4 separate regions of the Mus musculus genome follow, and all the other regions are linked to region 3. The links are chromatin contacts, called in public Hi-C, HiChIP or PLAC-seq and promoter capture Hi-C maps. All regions are on one chromosome and are shown on one strand. The core of a region is the stretch at or near the end of the contact, and the rest is flanking DNA. Distances in the headings are between cores, read along the strand shown.

Region 1 (4,601 bases), core at 2,093-4,592, 870 kb after region 3:
GTGAAGCGGTTATTCGGGAAGCAGGTGATGGCGCGCACTGTCGTGGTGTTCACGCGCCAAGAGGACCTGGCTGGAGACTCCCTGCAGGATTATGTGCACTGCACGGACAACCGCGCGCTGCGGGACCTGGTGGCCGAGTGCGGGGGCCGCGTGTGCGCCCTCAACAACCGCGCCACAGGCAGCGAGCGCGAGGCTCAGGCTGAGCAGCTGCTGGGCATGGTTGCGTGCTTGGTGAGGGAGCACGGGGGCGCGCACTACTCCAATGAGGTGTATGAGCTGGTGCAGGACACGCGGTGCGCTGACCCCCAGGACCAAGTAGCCAAGGTGGCAGAGATAGTGGCTGAGCGCATGCAGAGGCGCACCAGGTTGCTAGCTGGGCTGTGGGGATGGCGGAAATTCTACTGGAAGGGCTGGAGGCGTGGTTTCTCTGTCTTCCTGGGTGTGGCCATCTTGATCTACCTGCTGTTCTACAGAAAGGGCTTTGGGGACCAGAATAACAGATAAAGCTGGTGTTAGAAGATGTTCCGTTTTTAAAAAAGAAATAGTTAGAATTCTGCTCAGAGCTTTAATGATTCACAGTGCAGTGACTTGGCATCAACTTTGCTAAGGTTCTGTTGTGTGAGGAGCGGGTGTGGCGGCAGTACCAAAGGCACCAGGGACTGCAGCTAAGTCTTATGGCTTGCACCTGACTTCCTCATACACCTGAATATAAGCCACAAACATCATGAGAGCTGCACAGGTGCACCAGGATACTGGTGAATCCATTTTGATGGAGATATGCCCCTGCTGCCCTGATTAGCTGAAGCTGCGTGCCTGGTGAGGTGGCGTGGCCTGCTGTGGGTGGATGGGAACTGAGAGTATATAAGAGTGAGAGGCCCAGGGTTCGGGGGAGATATAAACAAGAAGAAAGATGAAGACTGAATAAACTGCTGTTAGAAGGACTGGTGGTCGTGTCGTTCTTGCTGGTCGAGAGCTGACGCGACACTGTTGTGCTGAGTCTCTGTTTTAACTATATGCATTCAGAGTTTTAAAAATACAAAACGCTTCCTTCAGACATTTCATCATCCCTGTGGTCCATCCTTCCCTTAATATAATGAAATACACCCAGGAGCTTGTAAATGGGGGCAAAAATCACAGCGCAAAGAGAACACACATTTTCTTTTCCTCTTTTTTTTAAAAATAATGTTCTTACTTATTCCTTGAGAATTTCATATATTTTGATCATATTCTCTCATTTTTCCCGAGTCCTCCCAAATCCTTTCCACCTCCCTACTCACAAAACCTCATGAAGGCTGCCCTGAGGTATGCATACACCCAGTGTCACTTCATTGAAGAAAATTGATTTTCCTTCTCCCAGGAGCTATGGTTTGTGACTAGCTCCTGAGTGGAGTGGGACTTTGTGCCCACAGCCTTTGGGGGGATTTGTGTCGCACTTGCTCAGGTGTGGTGAACACGGTCACATCTACTAAAACTCATGTATGCACCTGCCCTGTTGTGTCTGGAAACAGTTTCCCTAAAGTCATCCACCACCTCTGGCTCTTACGGTCCTTCTGCCCTCTTTCCACAGAGATGAGATGAGCCAGCCAGGGATCTCCTTCCAGTGTTCACACCAAAGCACAGGGTCTAAAAATTGACTTCATTAATTAACATCAATAATGAGAGATGAGTCACCGCCTATCTTCAAAAGAACACTTGCCATGACTTTTGGAGGGTTTAATTTGTTCCTCTGTAAAAAAGATATCAAAGGTTCTTTTTAAAAAGAATTGTTTCAAGATGGACTTGATTGCACATGTCTGCTAGGAGGCGTAGGCAAGAGGAGCAGATGTTCCCCTCCCAGGGCCCTTGGTTCAACTCTTAGTACTGGGTGGTTGTGGTCTTCATGGGGTGATGTGAACTCTGGTCTCTGGCAGGTTTCTGAGAGACTCTGAGCTTTTCTGATGAGTTAAGAACCAAAGGTTGAATAAAAATCAAAATGGGGGAAAAAATCTCTTCAATGGGACAGAACCATCACTCGGAATTCTCTTTTCCTTTCTTTCTTAAAAATAATAAAAAAAATAATGATGATGATGATAATAATGAAACCCAAACCTCTTAGGACCTTTTGTTCTCCCTCTTTGCCTTTGCCTTGAGATGTACATCTTTAAAAAAAAAACAAAAAACAAACAAAAAAAAACAAACAAACAAAACAAAACAAAAACAAAAACAAAAAACTGTTTTGAGTTGAAGAGTGGGAGGATCTTGTGCTCACAGCAGCCTCTCTTTGAATTGCAAACATCCAGAACCTCCCTAGCACCCTGGGAATGTAGGGATCTAGCTTCAGCTGAAGCCTGACTGCAGGGCCCTCTCGGTTGCAGACCTTCCTCTTGCCCTAAGGACATAACAAGCTCTAGCAACTAGCAGGCACAGCTGGTCGCTACTGAGTTTAAGATAAAGGACAGAGACACTAATAAAGGATGCTGCTACATCTTCTTGAGGCTAAGGCTTTTTATTAGACTGACTCACACAGTGGCTTAGGCTGGCTTCTAACTCAAGGCAATCCTGCTGCAATCCCCTGACAAACTAGGATAAGAATAAGCCACCATGCTTAACTTCAGTTATGTCTTCTCTTAAAAATACAAGCAGAGGGCTTTATCTACCTAGCTTTAAACTAACTGTCCTTCCCTCCTTTCATCTCTCTTCCTTCCTCCCCCCCCCCCCCCACTTTCTGTGCAGTCTCTTAGAATGTCACCTCCCTAGACCCCTTGAAACCCTAGTGTTCACAACAGAGAGCCAAGTATACTTTCCTGACAATAGAAAGCATCATGGGGGAATTCTCTGAGATGAGAATCACCTTGCATAAGCCAGCACTGTGTATTATGTTCAAGGCTTAAACTTAACAGGTACAAAGGTAAAGAAATACTTCACCCTGCCCATCTGGACATTCCATAGGCGAGAAACTGTACAATGACCACCTATGGCTGTGTCAACAAATAGCAAAGAAGGGGTAGCCAGTACCGGGTCTCCTGTCTGAGCTTAGCTGCTCTTTGAGAGGGGGCAGTCCGGGTTCTCCGGGGCCAGTGCTGCTTTTCTGTCCCTCTTTAGGAGTTCTGAATGCAGAGCCTGTGACATGAGACCCCAGGAGCTTGGGGAAGTGCAGATGCTCAGCTTGGGTGCTGATGGGGAACCTGGGACGCAGCACTTTCCAGCCACACATGGGCTTTCTTGAAAAGGGTGGCTGTCTTCCACTTCTCAGGCTCCGAGAACTGTGCCCTCAACACCCCCTGAAGGGGAAATGAGTAGGGCCGGGAGGCTTTCCACAGGAAGTGGTCATTGACTAAAGCAGTTTCACTGTGTTCTGGCAAATGTTCAAGGCCTTTCCACCTACCCGAGGGGATATAGTCTGCAGGGCAGTGTGTATTCCGTCACCATGGGCTTTCTTTTCCTGCCTTCGGACTCTGGATTCATGGCTCTGCATGTAGCTGTTCTGTGAGAGCACTGCTCAGCAGGCACAGGCCCACCGCATACCTGTAAGGGTAAAGAGGAACCCGCCAGGGCGCTGACAGCCGCTTGGGAGCCAGGGAGCCGCTGTGCACTCGGGTGAGCTTGGTGTGTTGGGTTTCCTGGACAGTGAAAGAGCAGTGAATTGAGGGTCGGCGACAGCATAGAGTGGGACAGAGCCCTGAAATTTCCATGCCATCATCCCTAGGCCCTAGGCTTTCCATCTCACCATCTGCGCCTTTCTGAAACCCTCAGTTAACAAAGGTGATGGTTTTTTGATGGAGGAGTAATTAAAGTCCGAGCCACAGGCTTTCCCAAGCTCCCCCAGCAGGTGGAGCACATTTCTTCATTTTATCCCAGACTCCCCAAAGCCTACTAGGCCAGATAGACCTCATCTGAAGGAGGGCAGGATGAGTTCTTAAGGCTCTACAAGCCAGAGTGAAACCTCTATGTTCCTTCCTATATGGTCTAGCCCTTCCCTGAAAGACAGGTCAGTGAATTCTACCTTAGAATCTTGTCTGAAAACCACCCCATTCTTCATGGCCAGGTATCCCACACCTTCCCTTAACATACCCCAAGAAGCTGTGGTATGTTAACAGTATTATGTTTTAGATGTGTATGAACACCCTCGTTGTCAGCTGAACTTTACAGTAGAGGGTACTATTTCCAGGACTCTTGCCTACTAACCTGCCCTGTGACTCTTAGTACCTGGACATAAAGGAACAGGGGAGGGGCAGATGGGTGGAGCAGATGCGAGTGAAAATGTTTGTTTTGGTTTTAGTTGTGTGAGGAAATACACTGGTGCCACTGGAGACTTGTGGAGATCAGAGGACAGCTTTCTGAAGTCATTTCTACCCTTCTGCTTGGTGGAAACGGCTTCTCTCTTGTTTCTGCCACACCCTGGGCTAGCTGGCCTGACAGCCTCTGGCTGATTCTCCTATCTCCACAGGCTGCCTCACTGTGTATAGTGCTGGGATTACAGAAGCAGGCTCTGGTGCTCAGAGTCAAGTCTCCAAGCTTGTGCATCAGGCGCTTTGCCCTAGGCGTCCTTGTTGCCTGCCGGTACTTAACAAGGAAGACAAGAAAGACTCTCTCAACTTCCTGACTGAACTGTGTCCTCATTG
Region 2 (4,615 bases), core at 641-3,140, 660 kb after region 3:
GTACCTTCCTGGTGTCAGTGTCTGTTGTTGGGGACTCTTGAGACAGAGCCTCCTCAATGTGAGCCTAACCATGGTTAAACAAAATCCTCAGACCCGAGAAGGCTTTCCCGTTCCAGCCCCACCACTGGGCTTCTCACTTGGCTCTTAGAACGCTACCTCTGTCCATAACACTTGCCACCCTCAGCACCCAAGGGTACATTCACCTCTGCACCCAAGCATGGGTGCCTGAAAGTGACTCGTGGGGACAAAGACCTCCCAGCAGCATTTGCTAGTGTTTCCTGTGGTCCTGAGCCACATTTAGGTGGAAGACCTCTGGCATAGAGATTTATAGAAAATCCCCTCTCTCAGGATGTGTCACAGTGGCCATGTCTGTGTGGCTCTCAAAGTTCTCATCACATTGGTTCAGGCTGGCCAGCTTTTCCAATTACCTAAAGAATCCAAGATCAAGTTTGGCCTGGGATTTTCAACCCACAGAATCATTAGGGGATGTCCGTTGCCTCGATGTTTATCTAGACTCTTCTCCTAAGTGGGTATCTAGCTCTGTGAGAAGGCAATGTCACTGTAATGTAGCAAAGCAGTAACTTTCCTTCAGCATCTTTCTCCGGTAGTCCCAGCGAGACCTCTTTGAGGAAGTGGCAGCAAGATGGCACAGCTGGGGTTAAGTGTGAGTCAGCGTCCTGACTCACAGAAGTGACCCCAGTAGGGTAAGAACACTGAAGCTATGCAGCTCAGGCAAGGGCAGTGGGATACCGCTGCTTGCAGAGTGTGATACAACACTGTTAACTGGATCTAGAATCACCTAGGAAACAAATCTCTGGGCATGCCTGTATTGGGTTAATTGAGGTGGAAGACACACTGTGGGTAGCTAATGATTCTATGGGTTAAACAGAGAGCAAGCTCAGCACCAGGGTTCATCTCTCTTTGCTTCCTGACTGTGGATGCAGTGTGACTGACTGCCCCAGTGTCTTCCCCACCATGGTGAAATTAGAGCCAAAATGAACCCTTCCTCAAGTTTATTTTGTCAGAACAATGAGAGAATCTATACAGGAGAACCCAGAGACTGTCTTCCTGCTGTCACTTTAATCTCTCCCCGCAGCAGCAACTACTAGACTACAGCTCGGGGGACCGGCTACAGAAAATCCAGGAAGTATACCTGTGGGAAAAAACAATGTCAGAGTCCATTATGAAGATGGATGGACAGAGTACCAGTGTTGGCTCTTGCCTGTCAAGTTCTGTGAGCAAGGCTAATTACCTGCCTGGGCCATCCTGTTGTGGAATTTTCCTGAGAGGCCTTCCACGACGACTTTCCAATCTGGACTTAGTGTAAGATAGGCCTTTATCTTTCTTCTTCATACAGATAACTAGATACGCAGCATGTAAGTTTGCACAGGTAGGCTGGGTGTACAGGGGCCTTGGAGGTCGTTCCCATGGAAACATAAGATCTGTCCCCAACTGCGGCACACCTCCTTTCAAGAATCACTACTGTGCTGACGTGGTTTCCCCCTCCAGCTCCCACCCGGACTGTAGCCCTTCAGGAGTGGCTGGCCTCAAGTGTCCCAGGTCTTACTATGTTCCACACAGATCGCCTGAACCCCTACCATAGAGGAAAAATAGTCTAACTACTGTAGCCTGATCCAGAAGCTGGGCATCTCCAAGGTTCAGTGAAGCAGTGAGCTCTGCAGAGGACTGCAAGCTTCACTTCGCTGAGGGGAGGCTTTAGCTCAGGCCAAGTTTGTGGCCTCTCAGCTCCACGAAGTCCTCTGGTCGAAACCCCTGTGGTCCCCACAAAGCCTCCGTTCTGGTTAGGGTCTCCTCCAATCCTGTCCCCAGCCACCTTGGGCTGCCCGAGCACTGCAAGTGACCTGCCACTTTCTAGCGAGAATAAGAAAGCGCAAACCTAAGCCTAGAATCACCTGCAAAATCGGAGCAAACCGACCCAGCCAATCAAAGGAAAGGTTCCTCGGAAGTCCCGCCCTTGGTTCTGCGTGATAGCGGCGAGCTATCCCAGCGGACGATGTTCAGGGATGCGCGAGCGCAGATTCGCTTGGTCCAGGGCCTTCCCGGCTGAGATTCCGTTGCGCATGCGCACAGCCCTCTGCCGAGACTTGCACCTGCTTAGAGTCTGCCGTTCGATCTGATACCCCACCTGAGCATCGCGCACCCAGCCATGACAGCCCATTCCTTTGCCCTCCCTGTCATCATCTTCACCACATTCTGGGGCCTCATCGGCATCGCTGGGCCCTGGTTCGTGCCCAAAGGACCCAACCGCGGGTAAGAAAGGCGAGCAGGCCTCGATTCCCTGCAGACGCTTCCCTGTCCCCTAGCTGGGCTCACCCATTAACACTGGGCTCCCAGCTTGCTACCCTGCAATTCATGCCCTCACAGAGACGCCCCTACATGACTTCTTCCAGATCTCTGCACCTGGGCTGGGGCAGCCAGGAAACAGGCTAGAGGGCTGGGTGAACGGATAGATTCAGATGTCAGGGCAAGCAGGTGGCTAAAGGTCACCCACACCCATGCAGTCGGTAAAGGCTGCATATGGACACTCCTTGCTTATTCTTGTGTGACATTGGGCAAATGCCAGGCCTCAATTTCTTCACTGAGGAAAATAGGGGCTCTGGCAACACCTGCTTTGTAGGGCTGGTGTGAGGTCTGCCCTAAGCAATGTCCTGGGCATGCTGTGTATGTATACTGGATGTTTTTAGCTGCCTTCATTTTTGGAAGATTCCTAGCAGATTTTCTGCACCACATGCCAGCCCCTTCTCCTGTTAGCCTCTCAAGTCATGAAAGCCTCACACTTTGCCCTTTGTCCATTTTCTCAGCACTGACAATCCACTGCACAGCCAGGAGTGGTCCCAGCTGCCTTGTAGTGTTAAGGGAGGGCTGGGGCACTAATCCGTTCAGCACCACCTTGAAGTGCTTAGGCTCTGTCATGGATTAGACTTAGCCTAAACTGGAGGCATAGACGGATGGGCATCGCCTTTATTCCTACAAATGTGAAAGTGATTGCTGGACAGAGCACCTTCTGCTTCCAGTGGACCAGAATCTGGCACCCATATTGAGAGACTCAGAACTGTTTTAACTATGGCTCCAGGAGATCTGAGGCCCTTTCTGGCTTTTGGAAGCCAGCACACATGTGTATACACACACACACACACACACGATTTAAACTGGACTTGCTTTGTAATCACTCTCCATGTCATCTCTTCTGGAAGTCTTGGTGAGCTCCTTGTCCCTTCAGCTGTGTTGTAAGACTCTGTCTCTCTGATTTCCTGAGTGGATCCAAAGCCCCTGCTTTTTCTATAACAGCCCAGCCTCTGTCAACAGTGGCTGTGCCCTTGCTTCTTGCCTTGTACTGTGGTCTTTTGTTTTCTTTGATGTTGCTGGATGAATTTTGAGGCCATCCTCTGGTGGGTGGCCACAGATGGAGTGTGGGCAAGCCTTCTCCAGCATACAGATGGAGAGGTGTTTGCTGATGGAGAAGGAAGAGATTTACAACACCGTTTGGATGTAGACAATCTTGTAATTCTTACTTGGAGCGGACCCCAGCATCCTGGAGATGCTGGTGTTCAGGTAGCACCAGGAGGGCTGACACAGGGCCCCGTGTACCAATGCTGCTTTTCCTTCTTTGCTGTTTCAGGGTGATCATCACCATGCTGGTAGCTACTGCTGTCTGCTGTTACCTCTTGTGAGTATTGCCTTCCCCAGGAGCTGGGGGCTGTGGTGACCACTAGTTGGGTCTGATTTTGCCTCAGTTGACAGTTGCAGTTTGTGGTGCCCCCAGCTGAGCTGTGAGGTACGTGAGTTGTGGACCAGTTCAGTAGTATCTGCTCCTAACTGGGCATCAGAATCCTCCAGATTGGTTGTTCAAACACAGTTTTCATGCTCTACTCTAGACTCAGTCATACAGAAGTCAGGGCATCATACTGCTAACAAGTGCTGGGTGTTTGTGATAGAGCCAGTGTAACCACTAGGGGGCAGCAGAGTGTGTGTGACAGAGCTGGAGTGGCTTCTTCTTTTTTTTTAAAGATTTATTTATTTATTTATTATATGTAAGTACACTGTAGCTGTCTTCAGACACACCAGAAGAGGGAGTCAGATCTCATTACGGATGGTTGTGAGCCACCATGTGGTTGCTGGGATTTGAACTCAGGACCTTTGGAAGAGCAGTCGTGTGCTCTTACCTGCTGAGCCATCTCACCACCCTGGAGTGGCTTCTTAAGGCCCAAGGACACCCTCACCCTGGGTCCAGCCCCAGCTCAGGGACATTATATACTTAGAGAAAATAAAATAAACTCACATCAAAATTCACAAATCCTGAACCCATTCCCTGTACCAACCAGGACACAGACCCTGCCATGCTCTTTGAAAGAGAGTAGCCGAGTCCTCCCTTGGTATGTTGGGTATGGTGGGTCCCTCTGTGTCCAGGACCCCCCTCACTCTGCTATCCTGGCAGCTGGCTCATCGCCATCTTGGCCCAACTGAACCCCCTGTTTGGGCCACAACTGAAGAATGAGACCATCTGGTACGTGCGTTTCCTGTGGGAGTGACCCCTGGGGTGATCAGCTGGCTTCTGGCCTCAGGTACTGAAGGGAAGGACTGACGTGAGAGTGAA
Region 3 (4,390 bases), core at 153-2,652:
TGAAAGTCTACCTGCGAGGAAACTGGATTAGACACACTGTGTTGTTGTCTTTCTGTGTAAAAAGGAACATTGATATGACTCACTACATACTTAAGGAGGGACATAGTAATCATTTTATCCTGAGGACATAGCTTAAACACTTGGGACTAACTTAGTCCTCTGTTTCTCATTTCTAGAAAAGAGAATATAGAGTTGATATCCCATAGGTCAGAAAATGTCTTCTCAGATGTGGGTTGCCAGTAGAAAAGCATTTGCCTGGAGCTTCCCAGGCTGGGCTTACTCGGTTCCTCTACTAATAGTGGACGTGATGTTTACAGTGAGATATATGCACTTGCATGCATGCACAACTTGTAACCAGGAAACGGAAAAAAAATCACTGACTTCTGGAGCATAACCTTCATAGAGGATAATATGAGTCTATGAAATACTCATTCATATATCCTGGAAGCATACCTAATAAAGCACTCGATAACTGTCCTTCTGAAGATAGCCCCTCTGGCACCCCACCCTTCCCCGTAGCTTCATATTGTTCTCAAGTTTAAGTGTAGTAGAACTCATGGCTTCCACCAGGTCTGACTTTCCACAAGGTGATAAGCCTTAGAGAGCTCAGTCCAGACAAGATAAGGACTGGCCATTTAGGAAGACAAAGTGGACAATATGCTACAGATAACCTACAGGGATTTATCTTTGATGGGTAATTACTTTTTTTTTTTTTTAGACTGGCCTGGAACTAATTATGGAGACCAGGCTGGCCCTAAACTCCACCTACCTCTACCTCTCAAGTGCTAGGAATAAAAAGTGTGCACACCACATCTAGCAAAAGTATCTGGGAGCCTACTATGTGCCAGGCATTAGTTCCTAATTTTTCAACATTAAAATAAGACAAACATAACACCCCACCCTATTTATATAGAACATAGGAGGTTCAGAGACAGTAAATGTTAAAAAAAAAAAAAATCACAGCCAGTGGCAATGTTGCAATTTAAACCGAAGAAGAGTATGCAAACCACAAAAAAACCAACCAACCAACAACAACAACAAAAAAAAAACCAAACAAACAAAAAAACCCCACCTTATGCCTAAGCAAAAGCTGACACATAGTAGGTGTTCAGAAAATATTTGGGTAAAATTTTTACAAGGGTGAGGCACCATTTTCTCCTGGGATGTCCAATGCATTCCTAGAAGTAACAGAAAGCAAGCCCCACTGTCCAGGCCGCAGCTTGGGACGTGAAGATCGACCACCCCAGCCAGACCTAGAGGCCGGCGGTCGCCGTCAGATTTCTTTGGGGGAGGCGGTGGCCCCCAGCCTGGAGTGGCCCCCGTCCAGCCCTGCAGGCGGGCAGGAGCTCCGAGGCCATTGGCTGGCGCGCCGGCTGCGAAGGGCGGGGAGCGCCACCGAAGGGGACTGTTTGCTCCTACGGGCTGTAGATGGAGCTGTCCGGCCCCGGCAAGGGGGAAGGCGCCTGGAAAACGTTCTTCTTCTCCCTGGCCGGCCCGAGCGGGGAACAGCACTCCCAGGATGCAGTTTGTGTCAACACGGCCGCAGCCTCAGCAGCTGGGCATCCAGGGTTTGGGGCTGGACAGCGGGAGCTGGAGCTGGGCCCAGGCTCTGCCCCCGGAGGAGGTCTGCCACCAGGAGCCGGCGCTACGCGCGGAAATGGCCGAGGGAATGCCGCCCATGCAGGTGGGTGCAGCGCCCGCGGGCGCCATGGCCGCGCCGCTGCCGTGGGGGCGGGGCGGGGCCGGGCCTCGGGGAGCCTCGCGGCTGCCGGGGCCCCGGGCGAACGGCGGAGCGGGCCTGGTGCAGGCCCGGAGCGCCAGGCCCTGCCGCGCTGCCACGGTGCCGCTGTCCGGGCCGGTGCGGCCGGGACCCGGGGCCCGCAGGATGCGGAAGCCGGGGCTGTGTTGCCCGGGACCTAGCGCGGTAGTGGCCGCTTCACTGAGCAGGGACTCGGGTTCCTCTTGGCGTCCGACCCGCCTGGGTTTGCGGCAGGCCTATTCCCGGCCCACAGAGGGAACAGTTTAACCATGTTTACACTGTAGCCAGTTTAATAAAAGGGTTTAAAGCTGTTTTATTGCTGTCTTTTTCCGACTATAAAGAGCAGCCCACTTTTCCTCTGTAGAACGGATGAGCCAGGGAAGGGACTGGGAGGGGACTTTGTCATCTTGGGTTGGCAAACTTGCCTGCATATTGGAATCGCCAGAGCAGCCTAAGACAACTGACTACGCCCAAACCGCATCCCCGAGCGTTGTCTTGGGGTCCTGGGGGTGAGAGAGAAGGCTCCAGTTGTTTCTTTAGGCTCCGTAGGAGATCTCAGGGTGCCTAGGACTTAGCTGGCACGGCCTTGGGTATACAGCACAAGGAGAAGGGTTAACGTGGTTTAACATCATTGTCTCAGAAGGGAGACTGAGTTACCTGAAGACTGGACTCTGAAGAAGCCACCCCTGTGTTCCCATTTGATTCTCAGTCAGGACTTAAGACTTGACAAGTCAATATGAAGACCTTTGGTTGTTTTTGAGCAAAATGACCAACTGTAGGTCTTCAAACCTGCGGAAATGCAACCAGCCTCAGACTTCCTACACTTCCATTGTCAGTCTTATCCCCTTCTCTGAACAAGGCCCCGGTGAAGCCTCCATAAGCCCAGTGGATGGCACTGACAGCCATCCAGCCACCAGGACCCAGCAGGGGCTGGCATTCCTAGGGTCCTGTTGTTCTCACTCCCATGTCAGAGAGGAATTCTCAGATGCTGTGGGGTAGTCTTCTGGCTATCACAGCTTCTCAGAGTTTGAGGAAAATAGTTCATGTGATTGTCAAAAGCCAGTCAGTCCGGCTCACTTCAAAGCAATAGGATTCCACTTTTCCCAACTGGAGGGCCCCTTCACCAGAAGCAGAGAGAACCAAGAGAGAAAGGGACATATCTTCTGGTCTGTGTTGTCATCCCGCACACCCTGACCAACCTCCACTTTTCTTTCTCTGTTGTAGAGCTCAGCACACAGCCTATATCTAGTAGAAGAGAAAGAGGCAGGCTCTGGGCCATGGGGAACCCCCTCATCAGGAAGCAGGGAAGGGAGCCACGAGGTTTTTGTTGTAGCCCTCACAGGGGTAAAGAATGTCCCTCTTCCTGTTAAAAAGTGCTATTGTCTAGTAAACCTATTTCCAGTTTGCACAGTTATGAAAAAGTAGCAGTGTGTGGAATTTTAACAGTGCCAGGTGTACCATCCAGCCTAGTATCTCTGGTAGGCCTAGTAGACATGGCAGTGATTGCATGTTTGCAAAGTGTTTGTGTTATCTGTGGCACTTAGAGCCCTGCCAGTTGGCAGGGCAGGGCGGTGCTAAAGAATGGCCAGCTGCTTCTTTGTTCCTCAATTTCATCATCTTTAAAGCAGAGATAATCATTCTTGCCCCAACCTGCAAGAGAGATTGCTCAGAAGATTAACTCCAGTCAACTTACACGGAAATTCCTACCTTGAAACAAAGAGTGAGAGCCAAATGGGAAGTCTGCCATTCAGTGTTGTCTGTGAGGCAAGCAGCTGTTCTCTTCAAAGAGAGGGTCTGGGCTATCTATGTTAGGCAGGGGGGCATGACCTAGACTTTCCAGAGGCCGAGGCAGGTGAACTAGTAACCAGCCTGGCTCTCCTAAGAAGGGAATGGAAGAGTGGTTAGTTGGATGGTGGGAGGTGGAGGGTGACTGTTCCAGCTACCACTGAGGTCATTAATGAGCCTAGCCAGAGGCAGAGGCTTGGTAGAGACACTGGGTAGTACTTGACTGCTTATCCCATTTTCAGGCCACCTTCTCTCACACACATGTTCTCATCCTGAGCTGTCACTTTCTTCCCTTGCATACAGGCTCAAGAATGGGACATGGATGCCAGGAGACCAATGCCTTTTCAGTTCCCGCCCTTTCCAGATAGGGCCCCTGTCTTTCCTGACCGCATGATGCGTGAGCCCCAGTTGCCCACAGCAGAGATCTCGCTCTGGACCGTGGTGGCTGCCATTCAGGCTGTAGAGAGGAAGGTGGATGCCCAAGCTAGCCAGCTGCTGAACTTGGAGGGACGCACAGGCACAGCAGAGAAGAAGCTGGCTGACTGTGAGAAGACAGCTGTGGAGTTTGGTAACCACATGGAGAGCAAGTGGGCCGTGCTGGGGACCCTGCTGCAGGAGTACGGCCTGCTGCAACGTCGCCTGGAGAACCTGGAGAACCTGCTTCGCAACAGGAACTTCTGGGTCCTGCGGCTGCCCCCTGGCAGCAAGGGGGAGGCCCCCAAGGTATGTGGTGAGACAGGGGCAGAGCTAGGTGAGGACTGACACAGGTGAACAAATCCTTGATTTCATCTCGTTGAGCGCTGTAGACTTCACTAGTTCCTTGTTGTCTCGGTGGCTTTGTAAAGC
Region 4 (4,258 bases), core at 76-2,575, 810 kb after region 3:
GGTAACCTCTTAGGGGCAGTGCTCCTGAGAAAAAAACTTCACAACTTCTCTCTCTTTCTCTCTCTCTCTCTCTCTCTCTCTCACACACACACACACACACACACACACACACACACACACACACACACACACACAAACACTAGCAGCAATCAATTGCCCACAGCTCTCCTTAGATAGGGCAAGAGTTCATGAGCCCTTCCCCATCAGCACTGAGGTTTTGGTCCATGCAAATTTTTGTGTGAAATGACCTTGTCATATCCAGCAAATAGTGTTTCACTGCAGTGTTCAATGACTCCAGTCTTTTCACCCCTCTTCTGTAATAAGCCCTGACCCCTGAGGAGAGGAGATATGATATAGATGTGCTATTTAAATCCAACTGTATCATGAATTATATGACATGTAAAAATACCTAAATATCCAAATTAAAAGTAGATTCTAGGGGCTGGTGAGATGGCTCAGTGGGTAAGAGCACCCGACTGCTCTTCCGAAGGTCCGGAGTTCAAATCCCAGCAACCACATGGTGGCTCACAACCATCTGTAACGAGATCTGACTCCCTCTTCTGGAGTGTCTGAAGACAGCTACAGTGTACTTACATATAATAAATAAATAAATCTTTAAAAAAAAAAAAGTAGATTCTATTTATATGCTATTAACAAGGAGCTCTCTTCTCTCTCTTTCTCTCTTACTCAATTATTTCTTTCTCTCATTTCTTTCTTTTTTTTTTTAAGCTCAGCTGCCCAGAAGTTAGTGGCTTCTTCTTCTTTTTTATTGATTGATTGATTGATTGATTGATTGATTATATGTAAGTATGCTGTAGCTGTCTTCAGACACTCCAGAAGAGGGAGTCAGATCTCGTTACGGATGGTTGTGAGCCACCATGTGGTTGCTGGGATTTGAACTCCGGTTCTTCGGAAGAGCAGTCGGGTACTCTTACCCACTGAGCCATCTCACCAGCCCCCTTTCTCTCATTTCTTAAACAAACATACAGGAGATTCAATATCACTGCCAGCCAAGTCATTGTCATTCACATTTACAGATTGTTCTGCCAAACAAGAGCTGACTGACCGTTATTTACTATGATGGACCATATTGCAGTCAACTAAAGTCCTGGTGGTGAAAAAACGTGACTATTGATTTATCACATTCCAAGTGCTAAGTAGCTACCAGCAGCCCATGGGTACCACATGAGATGACACAGAACAAGAGGACTGCAGAACGTTCTGCAGTGCAGCTTGCTAGGAAGATGGGTGGGTCCCTTGCACACTCCTATTTCCACAGTTCCTCCCCCTCGCTTCCTCTCTGCTACTCTGTTTTCTTGGTGTTTAGTATTGTTTCGAAATCAGAGAAGGTCAAAGGACCCAGATTTTCAGGTAAGAGAATAGGGATGGATGATGTGGGTGTTGAATTTGGTGAGGAAGGGGCCTCTCTACTAGCTGTGTCTAGTAAACCTCCTGACAGACCTGCTCTTGGGAATTGTATTCATTGGCTTCTGTTTCCAGCCTGATAATTTTAGGCTGTAGTCCGAGTTGAAGGCTGAGTTCTACAAATTCCTGTGTGCTTCAGGGTTCGCTGCTTTGAGGAGGACACTTTTTCTACAGGGAAAGTATTCCTGCACTGGTCAAAAAAAAAAAATTTTTTTTTTAAATGTGACTCTTCCAGGAAGAGAATGACTGAGTTAGCTTGGAGAGAGCAGGCAGGAAGAAGGCAGGGATGCGGAGGATCCCTAACAGGCTCAGCTTGGCACAGCTCCCCCAAGCTGCCATAATGTTGGGATTAGCACTAGCCTTTATCTTTTTCCTGTAAGCTGCTTCCTAGGGAACCTGCCTCTTGGGGAAACTATTTCCCCCCCGAGTTCTTAGAAGAGCTGAGCTCCCTCCAGGTAGGTCTAAGTAGGGAGGTTATGTTTACTGTGGCTACTGTTCTGAAGCCAGTAGTAGACGTTTGGTCATAGGCAGAGCGGGGATGACTTAGTCAATGAAATCTGCACCTACAGAAACACAGGTCCTGGTTTTACAGATGAATTAGAGTCTAAAGAGCTCCTCTGTCACCCTGTGCCCTCTGTCTCCCCCGACCCCGAGAAAGTTTTGAGAAATTTTCTACCATTGATACTGGGCCTCCTTGCTAATCACCAAATCAAGTCTGTGCTAAGAACCAATGCTTTGTGTGAGTTTGTGGTTTCTTTTTAGTTTATGAGAAGCTGTCTTCCACCCACCTGGCCTTCAGGCATAAAAAGCCTCTTTCAAAAGAAGCATCTAGAGTTCTGCTTCACATCTGTATCTGAGGGCTCCCTGTGTGGGGACTCTGTCCTTACCAAGGAGCATTCCAACCTGTCCTGATTGTAGTTGGCTCCAGAGTTTTCAAATGTGTTCATGTGTATTAGGTAGAGGAAACACTCAAATGAGCTGAGTGTTTCTACATAACTGTGTCTTGGTTAACAGGGAAGGATGGCTGGGTGGCACAGGCCACCCCCAAGCAGAGAGAGGTAAAGACCCAAGAAGGTCAATTTGCTTGTTTAGTAAATTGAGACCCGCCCTTTGTCCAGTGCTGTGTCTGTGCCTGGAAAGTTTCCTGTCACAGAGTCAAAGAGGAGACAGTCATATGCTAAAAAATGATTTCGTGTTACAATCATGTCTTCGATGAGGAAATGCTGCTGTGCAGTTACAGCAAAAGCAAGTGATCTCAAAAGTGGAGTCTCAGGTTGGCACTGCTGCAGGAGAGAGCCATTGGAGAGAGCATCTCAGGAAGTAGAGGCAGAGCAGCCCCAGCTGGGGGATGGGCTGGAGCAGTGCCCCCAGAAAGGGAAAATTCTGAGAAAGCATAGGAGATAAAAGTGCTTCAAGGGTCCTGGGAACAGAGGGGAGGTCAGTGACTTCAGCGAAAGATGTCCATGAAGGAACTTCTGGACCATTCTAATAGTTCAAACTATCCTCTAAAGAGAATCAAAAGCTGCTAGGGAATTCAAGCAAGAAAATGAAAATGAAATTTTATTTTGAAAGTGAGATCTGGTGGTAGAGTTGTGAAGGGACCAAGGAAGGGATGATTGGGCTGACAATGAACAGCAATGGGTCTGATCAACATGAAGGTAGAAACAAAGGGACAAATGAGATTTCTGAATGTAGTCATTGGGATTTGGTGATGGGCTCATGCAAGGCAGGAAACCAAGACTAGAGTAGAGCTCAAAGCTCAGCAAGAGCCATGGTCTGTGTGGTGATAGCATTTATGGAGATGCAGAGTCGGGCCTGGGGTGTGGGAGGAGTGTCAAGGGCTCTATCCTGGTCAGCCTTTGTTAGAGATGCCCACGAAAACCACGATGAGAAGCTGAGCCAGAAGTGTGGGCACCATAGTAGTCATTCACTAGCTGAAGGGATGGAGGGAAACAGGGCCAGCCTGAGAAGGAGCTGGTAGGATTTAAGTTTGTGTAAGGAAAAGAATAGCCTGAAAAATGGAATGTTGAAATGACCTTTTGGGGATGGGGCAGGAGAAATAAAAAGGCTGAGTTTATGGCAAAAAGTTCAGTGTTGGATACAGGAAGTGGGGCTCCAAGTGGTTTTCATAACTTGCCGTGGTCGCTTCTTTATCTGCAGGAAGCCGAGCTACAATGGAAGTCCAGTGCGGTGGTGCGGGGTTCATCCCAGAAAGTTCAAGGAGCAGCCATGGTGAGAAGAGCTGGGATGTGGGGTGGAGTGTAACCAAACTGCAGGAGAAGTGGGGAGGCAGACAAGGAGGGGTGCAGTCCCTCCTGCCTTGACCACGAGTCCCTACTGAATGGGAGAAAACCCTGACGCCGCCCTGGTATTTCTTTTCATTTCTCTGCTTTCCCATTCCTCTTGACTCAGCTGCTCTCCCACTGGTCCAGAGCTTGACATAGCCCTCCCTTTCCTCCTCTCCTTCTTTTCCCACTCTTGCTTGTTTTGACATGGGCTTCCACACACACTGTGGCCCTGGTCAGCTTGGAATCTGGGACAGACACCCTGCTCCTGTCTCTCCAGTGCAGAGTGATGGGTATGAGTCACCATGTCTGCCTTCAGCACAACTTCTTACTTCCTCTTTCCTACAGGCAGAAAGGCTGCCATGGCCTCTCTGCTTGTGGCCTTTCTGGTCACATCTCTGTCCTTTCCTGAAGGAGAATCGAGAGAAAGCAATGTGGGGGTCATTGGTCCCTCGTCTGGCTCCTTGCACCCATCACCCCCATTCCAATCAACAAATGAATCAGGGTGCCATTGAGCTTCTGATCCTCTTCCCGCCATGTTCATTAAT

The links. A called contact is a pair of places that touch in the nucleus more often than the background predicts. HiChIP or PLAC-seq counts read pairs in DNA pulled down with a chosen protein or histone mark. Capture Hi-C pulls out chosen DNA fragments and counts their contacts.
Region 1: a contact with region 3 is called in a Hi-C map of B cells, with 9 read pairs. The contact joins the promoter of Gimap5 here to the promoter of Zfp282 in region 3. A contact is called at or near these places in 1 of 39 promoter capture datasets (pre-B cells) and 1 of 484 Hi-C or Micro-C datasets (B cells).
Region 2: a FOXA1 HiChIP or PLAC-seq map of pancreatic cancer cells shows a contact between it and region 3. The contact joins the promoter of 1700026J14Rik here to the promoter of Zfp282 in region 3. A contact is called at or near these places in 3 of 39 promoter capture datasets (hippocampal neurons, liver and neural stem cells), 2 of 115 datasets of contacts at active chromatin or transcription factors (astrocytes and pancreatic cancer cells) and 1 of 9 other capture datasets (pancreatic islet).
Region 4: a contact with region 3 is called in a promoter capture Hi-C map of adipose tissue. The contact joins the promoter of Gimap4 here to the promoter of Zfp282 in region 3. A contact is called at or near these places in 1 of 39 promoter capture datasets (pre-B cells), 1 of 115 datasets of contacts at active chromatin or transcription factors (memory CD8 T cells) and 1 of 9 other capture datasets (adipose tissue).

What each region holds. Positions count from the first base shown.
Region 1 is chr6:48,742,855-48,747,455 of GRCm38.p6, forward strand. It overlaps Gimap5 (GTPase, IMAP family member 5), which reads left to right and starts at 3,343. Exons shown (of 3, transcript NM_175035.5): 1 at 3,343-3,576. It overlaps Gimap1 (GTPase, IMAP family member 1), which reads left to right. Exons shown (of 3, transcript NM_008376.3): 3 at 1-941. The coding sequence ends at 504.
Region 2 is chr6:48,535,584-48,540,198 of GRCm38.p6, forward strand. It overlaps 1700026J14Rik (RIKEN cDNA 1700026J14 gene), which reads right to left and starts at 1,891. Exons shown (of 2, transcript NR_130985.1): 1 at 1,253-1,891; 2 at 999-1,153. It overlaps Atp6v0e2 (ATPase, H+ transporting, lysosomal V0 subunit E2), which reads left to right and starts at 1,986. Exons shown (of 4, transcript NM_133764.3): 1 at 1,986-2,271; 2 at 3,641-3,688; 3 at 4,457-4,583. The coding sequence starts at 2,168. The coding sequence ends at 4,550.
Region 3 is chr6:47,876,153-47,880,542 of GRCm38.p6, forward strand. It overlaps Zfp282 (zinc finger protein 282), which reads left to right and starts at 1,403. Exons shown (of 8, transcript NM_146175.3): 1 at 1,403-1,684; 2 at 3,848-4,267. The coding sequence starts at 1,520.
Region 4 is chr6:48,683,253-48,687,510 of GRCm38.p6, forward strand. Gimap4 (GTPase, IMAP family member 4) reads left to right here and starts at 1,326. Exons shown (of 3, transcript NM_174990.4): 1 at 1,326-1,371; 2 at 3,586-3,657. The coding sequence starts at 3,600.